3 separate regions of the Mus musculus genome follow, and regions 2 and 3 are each linked to region 1. A link is a contact called in public HiCAR-type and HiChIP or PLAC-seq data. All regions are on one chromosome and are shown on one strand. Each heading gives the region's core, a stretch centred on a gene start, on an enhancer-like site or on the middle of the called end of the contact. The rest is flanking DNA. Distances are from core to core; before and after follow the strand shown.

Evidence for each region. HiCAR-type assays count read pairs that join an accessible place to other places. HiChIP or PLAC-seq counts read pairs in DNA pulled down with a chosen protein or histone mark.
Region 2: a HiCAR-type map of astrocytes shows a contact between it and region 1, with 3 times the contacts expected there. The contact joins the enhancer-like site here to the promoter of Kdsr in region 1. A contact is called at or near these places in 7 of 39 promoter capture datasets (3T3-L1-derived adipocytes, cranial neural crest, frontonasal cranial neural crest and 4 more), 1 of 15 datasets of contacts at CTCF or cohesin (the NIH/3T3 cell line), 2 of 484 Hi-C or Micro-C datasets (bone marrow-derived macrophages and nephron progenitors), 22 of 115 datasets of contacts at active chromatin or transcription factors (the 230-238 cell line, the NIH/3T3 cell line, acute myeloid leukemia and 18 more) and 2 of 9 other capture datasets (adipose tissue and liver).
Region 3: a contact with region 1 is called in an H3K27ac HiChIP or PLAC-seq map of extraembryonic endoderm stem cells, with 3 times the contacts expected there. The contact joins the enhancer-like site here to the promoter of Kdsr in region 1. A contact is called at or near these places in 4 of 39 promoter capture datasets (the 3T3-L1 cell line, cranial neural crest, frontonasal cranial neural crest and 1 more), 1 of 484 Hi-C or Micro-C datasets (bone marrow-derived macrophages) and 6 of 115 datasets of contacts at active chromatin or transcription factors (bone marrow-derived macrophages, double positive thymocytes, embryonic basal ganglia and 2 more).

What each region holds. Positions count from the first base shown.
Region 1 is chr1:106,758,283-106,761,235 of GRCm38.p6, reverse strand. It overlaps Kdsr (3-ketodihydrosphingosine reductase), which reads left to right and starts at 1,494. Exons shown (of 10, transcript NM_027534.2): 1 at 1,494-1,692. The coding sequence starts at 1,585.
Region 2 is chr1:106,399,444-106,402,396 of GRCm38.p6, reverse strand. No RefSeq gene overlaps it. Among named protein-coding and RNA genes, the nearest start is that of Gm41928, 120 kb to the left of the region's middle. Within about 2 kb of position 1,371, at least 106 of the 459 cell types and tissues checked have an H3K27ac peak or open chromatin away from gene starts, as enhancers often do. A contact at or near this core is called in the NIH/3T3 cell line, astrocytes, bone marrow-derived macrophages and 2 more, where this site is marked.
Region 3 is chr1:106,448,469-106,451,421 of GRCm38.p6, reverse strand. No RefSeq gene overlaps it. Among named protein-coding and RNA genes, the nearest start is that of Gm41928, 74 kb to the left of the region's middle. Within about 2 kb of position 1,476, at least 21 of the 459 cell types and tissues checked have an H3K27ac peak or open chromatin away from gene starts, as enhancers often do. A contact at or near this core is called in extraembryonic endoderm stem cells, where this site is marked.

The DNA.
Region 1 (2,953 bases), core at 245-2,744:
GGTTTGAAAGTCTGGAGTTGACCTAGCTGAGTGAAAAGTTATGCTACTACTTAAGAAAATGGTCTGGCAGAGCCCTTCAAATGCTGTTGCAGAGTGGCTTGAGGGCCAGCGATGAGAGAGCCAAAGCATGCACACTCAAAAGCTTATATGTGAAAGTACATAGATTTGGGATTTAATACCTTACTGTGACACAATAGCACAGGTTGTTCTTTGTTACGATTATAATACAATATGGATAGCCAGCTATATTGAGAAATAGAGTTTAAAATCTCTGGCTACCCAGTGAACCCTCCAAGTGTTGGAGGTTTGTTTTGCTCAAATGAGCTTTGGCCAAAGGCTAGATGTTAGCTTTATATCATCCTAATCCAGAAAGTAAGTTCTTTCTTTGCTTTGGGGAGGTTTAATAGGAATGGCTTTGTTTAAAGGAGGCTGGCCATACATGACCTTACCAAAAATGTATTCAGTGAGTGTGATGGTGAACGCCAAGACATACTAGTAGAGGTCAGAGGACAACCTACCTTGTGGGGCCAGAGGGATCTAGCACAGGACTTAAAGCTTTCTAGCAAAAGACCTTCCTTCCTTTTGGATCCAGTAGCTTTTTTTTTCTTTTGTTATTGTTTTGATCAAAAAGTGATGAGTGAAAAAATAATCTAGCCTACACTAGGATATTATCAACAATAAAAAGAAATTAAATACTGATAGGTACAGTATGGAAGAATCTTAGTATGCTAAGTCAAAGAAGCTAGGCACTGCAGAGGGCATATTATTAGAACTCCACTTGTATGAATAGACAAGTCCAGAGAGCTTTGTGATTGCCTATAACTGCACCATTTAAGAGAAAATGAGCTGGGCGTTGTGGTGCACGCGTTTAATCCCAGCACTCGGGAGGCAGAGGCAGGTGGATTTCTGAGTTCGTGGCCAGCCTGGTCTACAAAGTGAGTTCCAGGACAGCCAGGGCTATACAGAGAGAGAGAGAGAGAAACTGAACTGTGACTGTTAATGACTATAGGGTTGCTGTGTAGGGCGACAAAAGACTGTGGCGATAGTTTAGACACTAAACTAAAACTATTTTAAGTCGGTGGACCAGATGTTGGAATTAAATCTCTACAACGGTGGCTCCCCGCGCCTCCGCGTTTGCATCTGCTTTGGTTACAGGATGTATGTACAGTTTTCAGCGAAATTCAATTATCAGAAATCCAAGTCAACGCTCAAAGCGAAAGGGAGCGGTGACCATTTTCTGAGTGAGCCATAAATACACGAACTGGAATCTGTGATTTCAAAGAAGAATACCAGGACTTAGGCACAGAACAAAATCCGTGGATCCAAAAGCCACCGTTTGCAAGCCTCCCACGACGTTGGCGGGCGGGCCAACGGGGAGGCCAAGTACCCGGAGCCTACGCACGCACAGCCTGCGCAGCCGCAGCCTGAAGCTGAAGGGGGCGCGGGCCCAGGAGCTAGTCCGACAGCGGAGACCGCCCCGCCCAGGCTCCTCCTCTTCCCTTCGCCGCCGTCCCGCCCTCGCTCGCAAACCCAAACACTCCCGGCTGCTGGTGCATGTGATCTCCCAGTAGTCGCTCGGCAGAGATGTTGCTGTTGGCCGCTGCCGGCCTCGTGGCCTTCGTGCTGCTCCTCTACATGGTGTCGCCGCTCATCAGTCCCAAGCCCCTCGCGCTGCCCGGCGCGCACGTAGTGGTGAGTGGCCTCCTGTTGCTGAGCTTGCCCAGGACTGCTTGGCCGGCTTGGGCCAACGAGACCACGGTCCCGGAAAGGAACGGTTGAGTGGGGCGGGTTACCTACTGCCTTAGCCCCGGCATTGCCCTGCCCTGTCGGACCTCAGGAACCCGCCCTCCAAGGCGCCGGGCTACAGGGCAGTGTCGTGGAGAAGGCGCCAGCCTAGTTTCCAGGACTCAGGGGCTCTGCTGCTCGCTGATCCCCGGAGCATCCCTGTCTGCCACTGTTTGGATCTTCAGTTTCCCCAATGAGTCAACAGAGAGACTGAGAAACTTTGCCAAGGACACGGCAGTCGGTGACTAGCAGGATAAGGGCGCAAACCCGGATGGGAGTAGCCACAGCCAGGGAATCCTAAGGAGCCCACAGCAAGGAGGGGGTCTGGGCCTCTGGGGCTGGCCCAGGCAGCTGAGACTGTAGGGTGTCGTGTGCAAGTGACAAAGAGCCCCCAGAGGCTTCTAGGAAGTGATACACCTGAGGGGTGGCCTGGCAGGTTTGGCCAGCAGGCTTGTCTCTGAACTCAGCCAGGGTCTGCTGAGTACTGCTCAAGTGCAGTCCTTTCTGGCGTCAGAAGGAAGAGCTAACCAGCTTGATTAGAAGCTTAAGATGGAAGGAGATATGAGTGGTTTGGTTTGTTAAAGTCCGGAAGCTCGCACGTTCCTATGTGCAGGCTTGGCTATGCCTCCACCCCGCCCCCACAGCTCAGAGCCTCAACTCTGGCATTTCTCCTCGGTGTCCTATATAGACCCAAAACCCGAGGCACAGTGAGGCGAGGAGTTGCGAATAAGGACAGCTAGTATCCAAACCGGCAGCACGAATCTCCTTGGTGCCCTTAGGTGACTTACATGAGTGCATCCAAGTAAGTCCCCACTGCGTTGTTACAGGATAGAGTGGTTATCTTAGTATGATTTATCCCAAACAAGAATTTCTGGATGACAACATGTGTTTCCATTAATTTGTCTTTTGTAAAATTACTGATTTATTCCCAGCTGCTGCTATGCATGATGTGGAAAGAGTTATTAGAAAAAGCCAAAGTTTACAATCATGCCAAGTTGCTAAAGTTTTACATCCACAAAATCGTGACTAAAGCAGTTGAACTTGCCGGCTGAGGAAATGGCTCAGTTGGTAAAGTGCTTGCCGTGCATCATGCCCTGAGTTAGGGTCCCTAGCACCCACATGCTCACTGGGCCTATGCCTCTAACTTCAGCACTGGGGCCACAACCTG
Region 2 (2,953 bases), core at 122-2,621, 360 kb after region 1:
AAGTAAGTTATGCCAGAGCCTCAGAGGAGTGGGGATGCTGACATTGCTTTGGGCTTCTAGACTCCAGGACTGTGTCAGAAACCACACACTTGTATTTCTTTGTTTCAGTACCTCTTGGAGACCAAGAAGAGATCTGCCCACAGTCCTTCTATAGCTCTTACCTCAGAGAGTCTGCTGGAAATAAGCCCCACATACTGCCAAACCTGTTGATGGGCTGTCTCAAAATGGAATGCATCATATACTTCAGGTTGCTTGATAAAAATAGATACATGCTTGCATATAATAATGCTGGATAGGTTCATGAGCATCAGTATACATGTGAGTTTGCTCTCAGCATTTTCAGGAAGGGGGATCATCGTATGACCAGACAGAAGCCACTGTCTTCCACCTACGTGTATGCATCCAGCTTAAGATAGGGTTTCCTTTAGCAGCTTAACTCTGTTCTCATGTTGGAAGTGGATTTTGTGCTGGAATCAATTGTTAAAAGGACAGGTAAGGTTTCACCTTTTAGAACCAATGGCTTCCCAGAAGCTGTGTGCTTGGCCTTTTTACCGAGGTTCTGGTGATCACCGTCAGCTTCTTGTGTGTGGAAGGCAAGGAGAGGCTGGCGGAGTCATTGCTGTTCCATCAGAGTTTAGGATCTTGTGTCTGTCACTGAGCTTTAAGGCAGGACAGAAGGAGGGAGAGAAGGAGGGAGGGAGGGAGGGAGAGATGGCAGAGGGAGGGAGGGGGAGGGAGGAAGAAGAAAATTAATTTTCTAAGCCCGTGGTAAAATATCTGGAATCTTGACTTCAGGTAATAATTTTCCAATGACTTTCCCAATTTATTTCCTCAGCACTGCCTTGAAGATGTATCCAGGCAGAAGAGTTGGTGACTCAACGTTAGCTCACCACAGTCATAAAAATGACTGATTCTCATGAGCACAGACACTGGATAGCCCTCCTATCCGTGCACAGAAGATGTTGCGATGAGGACCATAGCCTCCTGCCTGACTCCCCTCCAAACCCCTGGGGATAAAAGCCATGAGTATCCTGGAAGCTTAGCTCAAGTCCGCAGACATGCTGCTCTGTGAAAGGACAGGTACTTTTGCAAGCCTATTGTGTGAGCAGCTGCATGTCTATAGAAACTAATACGGTGATTCATTGTTCTGCTGTAAGCTTCAATATTTGACATAAATTTTGTCAAGGCAACCTTTCCCCCTCTGCTTCCGCTTCTAATATTTAATTGTAACACATTGTGGTTGCAACAAGCTGAAACCATTGAGATTAAAAAATGAGTTGTAAAAAAAAAATGGAGAAACACATTCTTTGTGGTGAATACTAATCTTGCAAAGCATTTTATTTCCGGGGAGGCTGCCAAGAGCAAGTGTGGAAGAGTCGGTATTGAAATGACTCATGGCATCTGCAGCCTCGGGAGGTCAGAGGAGCAGACAAGGAGAATAGTCAAGGGCTTGCCTTGGAGGTGGAAGAACACTCCATCGAGCAGACAGAGCAAAGCTATGTCTGGAAGGGAGGATTCCCAACCTCCACACACTGGGTCAGGGCACCTTCCCTTTTCTGGATTAGCTTCCGGCCCCGTGGAACATTCTCCTCTCTTAAGTCAATCAACTCTGCAAGACTGGATTGCTTACTCTTGGTTCACTGAATTCTGGTGGGCTGTCTTAGAAATGACCCCTCTGCCGAGCCTGTGGGATCTTCTCAACCAGGCCTGTGTGGTCACTCACCTTCTGAGGGTACTGGGGACTGTAGGATGGAGCCTGCCTGGAGGAGCAGGAGGTGGATGGACTACAGCAAGCCCAGCTCAAATGGAGCAGAACAGAGCACAAGGCCCCAAGATGCTGAGGAGCTGCAGGGATGCTGAAGAACTTGGTTCTCCAAGCAAACAGCAGCTCAGCCATCCTGTGCCCACCAGCCGGTCTGTGGACTGAGCACATTCCCTAAGAGTACAGAATAGGGAGAGTCATTGAACCCTTACCTGGGATTCCAGCCATCTGTCCTAGCCATTTGTTTGCAATTCTTCCCTAATTTTATGTGGCTTGGAGTACATAGACTGGGGACAGTTGACTAAAGGAAGCTGTATCTGTGTGACTATTGGGGACACCACCATCCATGCTGGGTGAAGACTGCAGTGTAGCTGTTTTGGGTCACCCAAGCTCCTATATACAATCCCTCACCCATGTTCTGTAGGTAAGGCCAATAAACTCCCTAGTTGAACTTTGGTAGAATTACATATATCTTTGTCATTAGAACTTTATGGGGATGTAGATGTTCGTTATGTCTCCATTGAGCAAGAATTCACACAGCTGAGGCAGGGGGTGGGGGGCGCAAGGTAGGTCCAGGAAAAAAGAGAAAGGAGGGAAGTCAACTTAGGTGTCTCCTTTCAGCTTCCTTAGAGAAGCCCAGACCATGTCTGAGCAAGGGCTGGAGGCCCAGAGAGGTTTAGAACTTGTGCAGAATGGGAAAAGACATCTAGGTCAGGTTTAAAAGTGGCCAAGCAGCCCTCAGACACACCGAGGACCTGCTCCAAGCACCTCAAGTGGAGGTACAGATGCTGGGGAACACACATATCTGCAGGATGAGCCTCTGGAGCCCTTGGGGTGCATAGGACCATGGGTAAAGCAACAAGGAGCCCCTGTCAGTGGGGCCAAGGAGGTTGCAGGGGTGCAGTGTTACTGTCACCGTAGGGATTTCCCCAGTAACACAAACTTTCACTCTGGCCAAGGAAGAACATGGCCTACCTTAGTGGACAGCTTGAGGGACATTGAGGCTGAGGACATTTTGGGGTAAATGGAGAGTATCGAGGTCACGCAAATAGAAGGGCAGGGTGCGAGGCATGCTAGAGAGTAGCAGTGGGAACTGCTGTATCCACTTTCTTCAAGGGCCTGACACGGAAAGGTAAGCAGAATCAGAACCCACCTATTTGGGAACAGCTGTGAAATGGCTCACTGGGTGTT
Region 3 (2,953 bases), core at 227-2,726, 310 kb after region 1:
CTCATGTGGTCAGAGGTCCTCAGTTGTTAGTGGCTCATGGTCACATATTCTTGAAGAGACTGGCCAGAAGCCTCCATATTCATGGAAATGGTGTATTGATGATTCCTTCTGACCATGAAATGTCAGCTTGTGGGGTACTTTCTCTGGAGGGACTTAAGGAATCCAAAGGCATCCTTCCATGTCCTAAAGACAACAGCCATATTCTGCATGTGCCTCAGAGTGGCCCCTCAGTCCTGCTCAGTCAACTTTCTGCAAATGTTCACTGAGCTCTGTCCTCTACTGATGCCATCCTCTAAGTTTGCTTTTTACTGTCATCTTATCACATAGGTGAGCAAGCAGAGGAAATAGGCAGCCATGTGGAATACATGGCTCATGGCTTTCCTCCTGCTCCCTCAATCAGGAAGAAGGGTCCCAGCCATTCCTTCCCATTTGAAGAGGACATTTTCAGGAGACTCTGGTTTCTATCACTGGGGCAGCTGGGGGCTGGGAGCAGCAGTTGTTGTGTGACAGTGCTGCTGGAGGGGGAGGCAGATCCTCCCAGATGTGTCTGCTATTCTTTTTTCATTCTCTCTTTGCTCACCTATATCTCCAGTTTGTCTTGCACTTTCTTCTTACACTGGCATTTCCTCCACTGCTGCAAACTTTCTAGAAGTTTCTAAATGTTTCAGTTCTGCTGGCTGGGTACACAGACTAGAGATGGGGATTTTCTTGTTTTGTTTTGTTTTTCCTTCTGAGCCAGATCGAGTCTCCAAATAGAGAACTTCCAAATATGATCACCACTCTTTTCTTGCTACAGGGGAGTTGGGCATTTCCAGTTCCATTAGCAGGATAGCCTGGGCACAGGCTTATATTTCTGGAAGACAATAGTTTTAAACCCTCACTAGGTGAGAAGACTACCTGGTCTCTGACCTCCAGACAACTAGGCTTCCTAGGCCACTGTTTTGTCTCTGGTCTGGTCACCAGAAGCTTCAGCCCCACCCACCAGGAGATTTTGTTTTTATAGTGTTTCTGCTCTGTGGAGATTCATTTAAATCTATTTTTATCTTGGATTTCATGGAAAATAATTTGCCAACTTTCCCATGTATAACTAGCCCTCCATCACCAATATCTCTGCTAAGATTTCACGATGAAGAAGGAAGGTTCCAGAAAACCGGACGTTGGAGGCTGGACAGACTGTTCCACAGTTTAAAGGACTTGTTTTTGTAGAGGATCTGGGTTCCATTCTCAGCACCCAGCTGTGATGGAGTGGTCTGGGCTCTGTTGGAGAAACTGCAGAACCCCAGAAACTCAGCATGTTAGTTACACAGAGTTGAACAAGGAAGCAGGGTTATTGCAAACAGCTGAACAAAGTTGATTACATACAGATAAGGTGTTACATACAGATAAGCAAGGAGGCAGGATTTATCGAGTACTGCTGGATCAAGGGAGCAGGTTTAGCTGATCTTGGTAGGAACATTCCTTGTAGGGGCGTAGTCTTCAGAGTTCCTGGGGTGGCTGGGAAAAGACAATGGTGGACATTGTCTACACACACCCTCACCCCAGAGCTGGCTCATGTTGACAACATACCTTCTCTCAGGTCTTGATTCAGTCAGGGCAAATATTTTCCAACCTGTTCATCTTTCTGCATAAGCATTTTCTCCTTTAGCTTAGGACTTAAAGATTTATGATGACAATTCTTACTGCTGTTAGACATTTTAAATGAAAGAAAATTATCATTCTGTGCACTCAAGCAAATGACTTAATCAATTTCTCCTTGACTTACACAGAGGAAGTTCATGCTCTAGAAAGCTTTATGTAAGACTTTTATTTCCCGAATATCAAACTGACTTCTTATTCAACTGCTAATAATGTTGCAATAATTAAGATATGCCTCTGAAGCATTGTGTGAAGACAAATAGAAATTCCGCTTATGTAATTAGAAAAGGAAATGTGTTCAAGTGGCTATTGCCAATGGATGCAAAAGGTGACTGCATCACCCTACTTCCTTATTGGCATGGACCATGTCGATATGTGAGCTTTCAATCGGCACATCTCCTATAACATAGAATTGCTTCATCTAAACAAAACAAGCAAAGAGGAGGAGGAGGGAAGAGGAAGAGAAAAAGGAAGAAGAGAAAGAAGAAGAAGAAAAGGAAGAAGAGGAAAAAGAGGAGGAGGAAGAAGAGAGGAGGAGGAGGAGAAAGGGAAGAGGAAGAGGAAAAGAAAGAAGAGGAAGAAAAGAAAGAAGAGGAGGAGGAAGAGGAGAGGAGGAGGAGAAAAGAGAATGGGGCTTGATTGCAGGTGATATCCTAAGTGTGTCCTGTAGTAGATTTAGAGGGTGATAGGAGGTTTTTCTATTATTTTCTTTCTGTTCTTTGATGGTTATTTAGGGTTTGACTTTGGTGAATCTCAGCTTTACCATCTGTGGGTGATATAGGAAGAAATTAGGAAATTTGGAATGAGTAGTCAGCGGGTAGCCTAACCCATGAAAAAGCAGGCAGGTATCTTCTGTATCACTGCGGACCATGTTGTCAATGCAGATTCCCAGATCCCTCCAGATCACTAGACTGTGCCTTTTAATGAACTCTATTAAACTGTTCCAGAGCCATTTGAGATCGGAGCTGTGTCAGACAGACAGAAGAGAGTGTATTCCCCAAGGTCACAGGCTTGCAACAGAACCAGCTGTGGCTTACAGCGGCCTTCTCCCACTTCATGCTTACAGCATTCATAATTATAATTTACCCACCACTAAGTTCCTACTTCATGTTGATGGATCAATGTTGTGAGGTGTTTATTTTGGTTTCTTTTCTAAGAATGTTTGCCTTTGTTGATTTTCTTTTGTGTGTATTTTTCTACTTCATGAATGTCTGCTTTTACTACTATTTTTTCTTTCTCTGATTTTATTCTCCTATTTGTCCTAATTCTTTGGTAGACTTGAAAGCATGTTAAGCTCCTCTATGCTAATAAAAATACA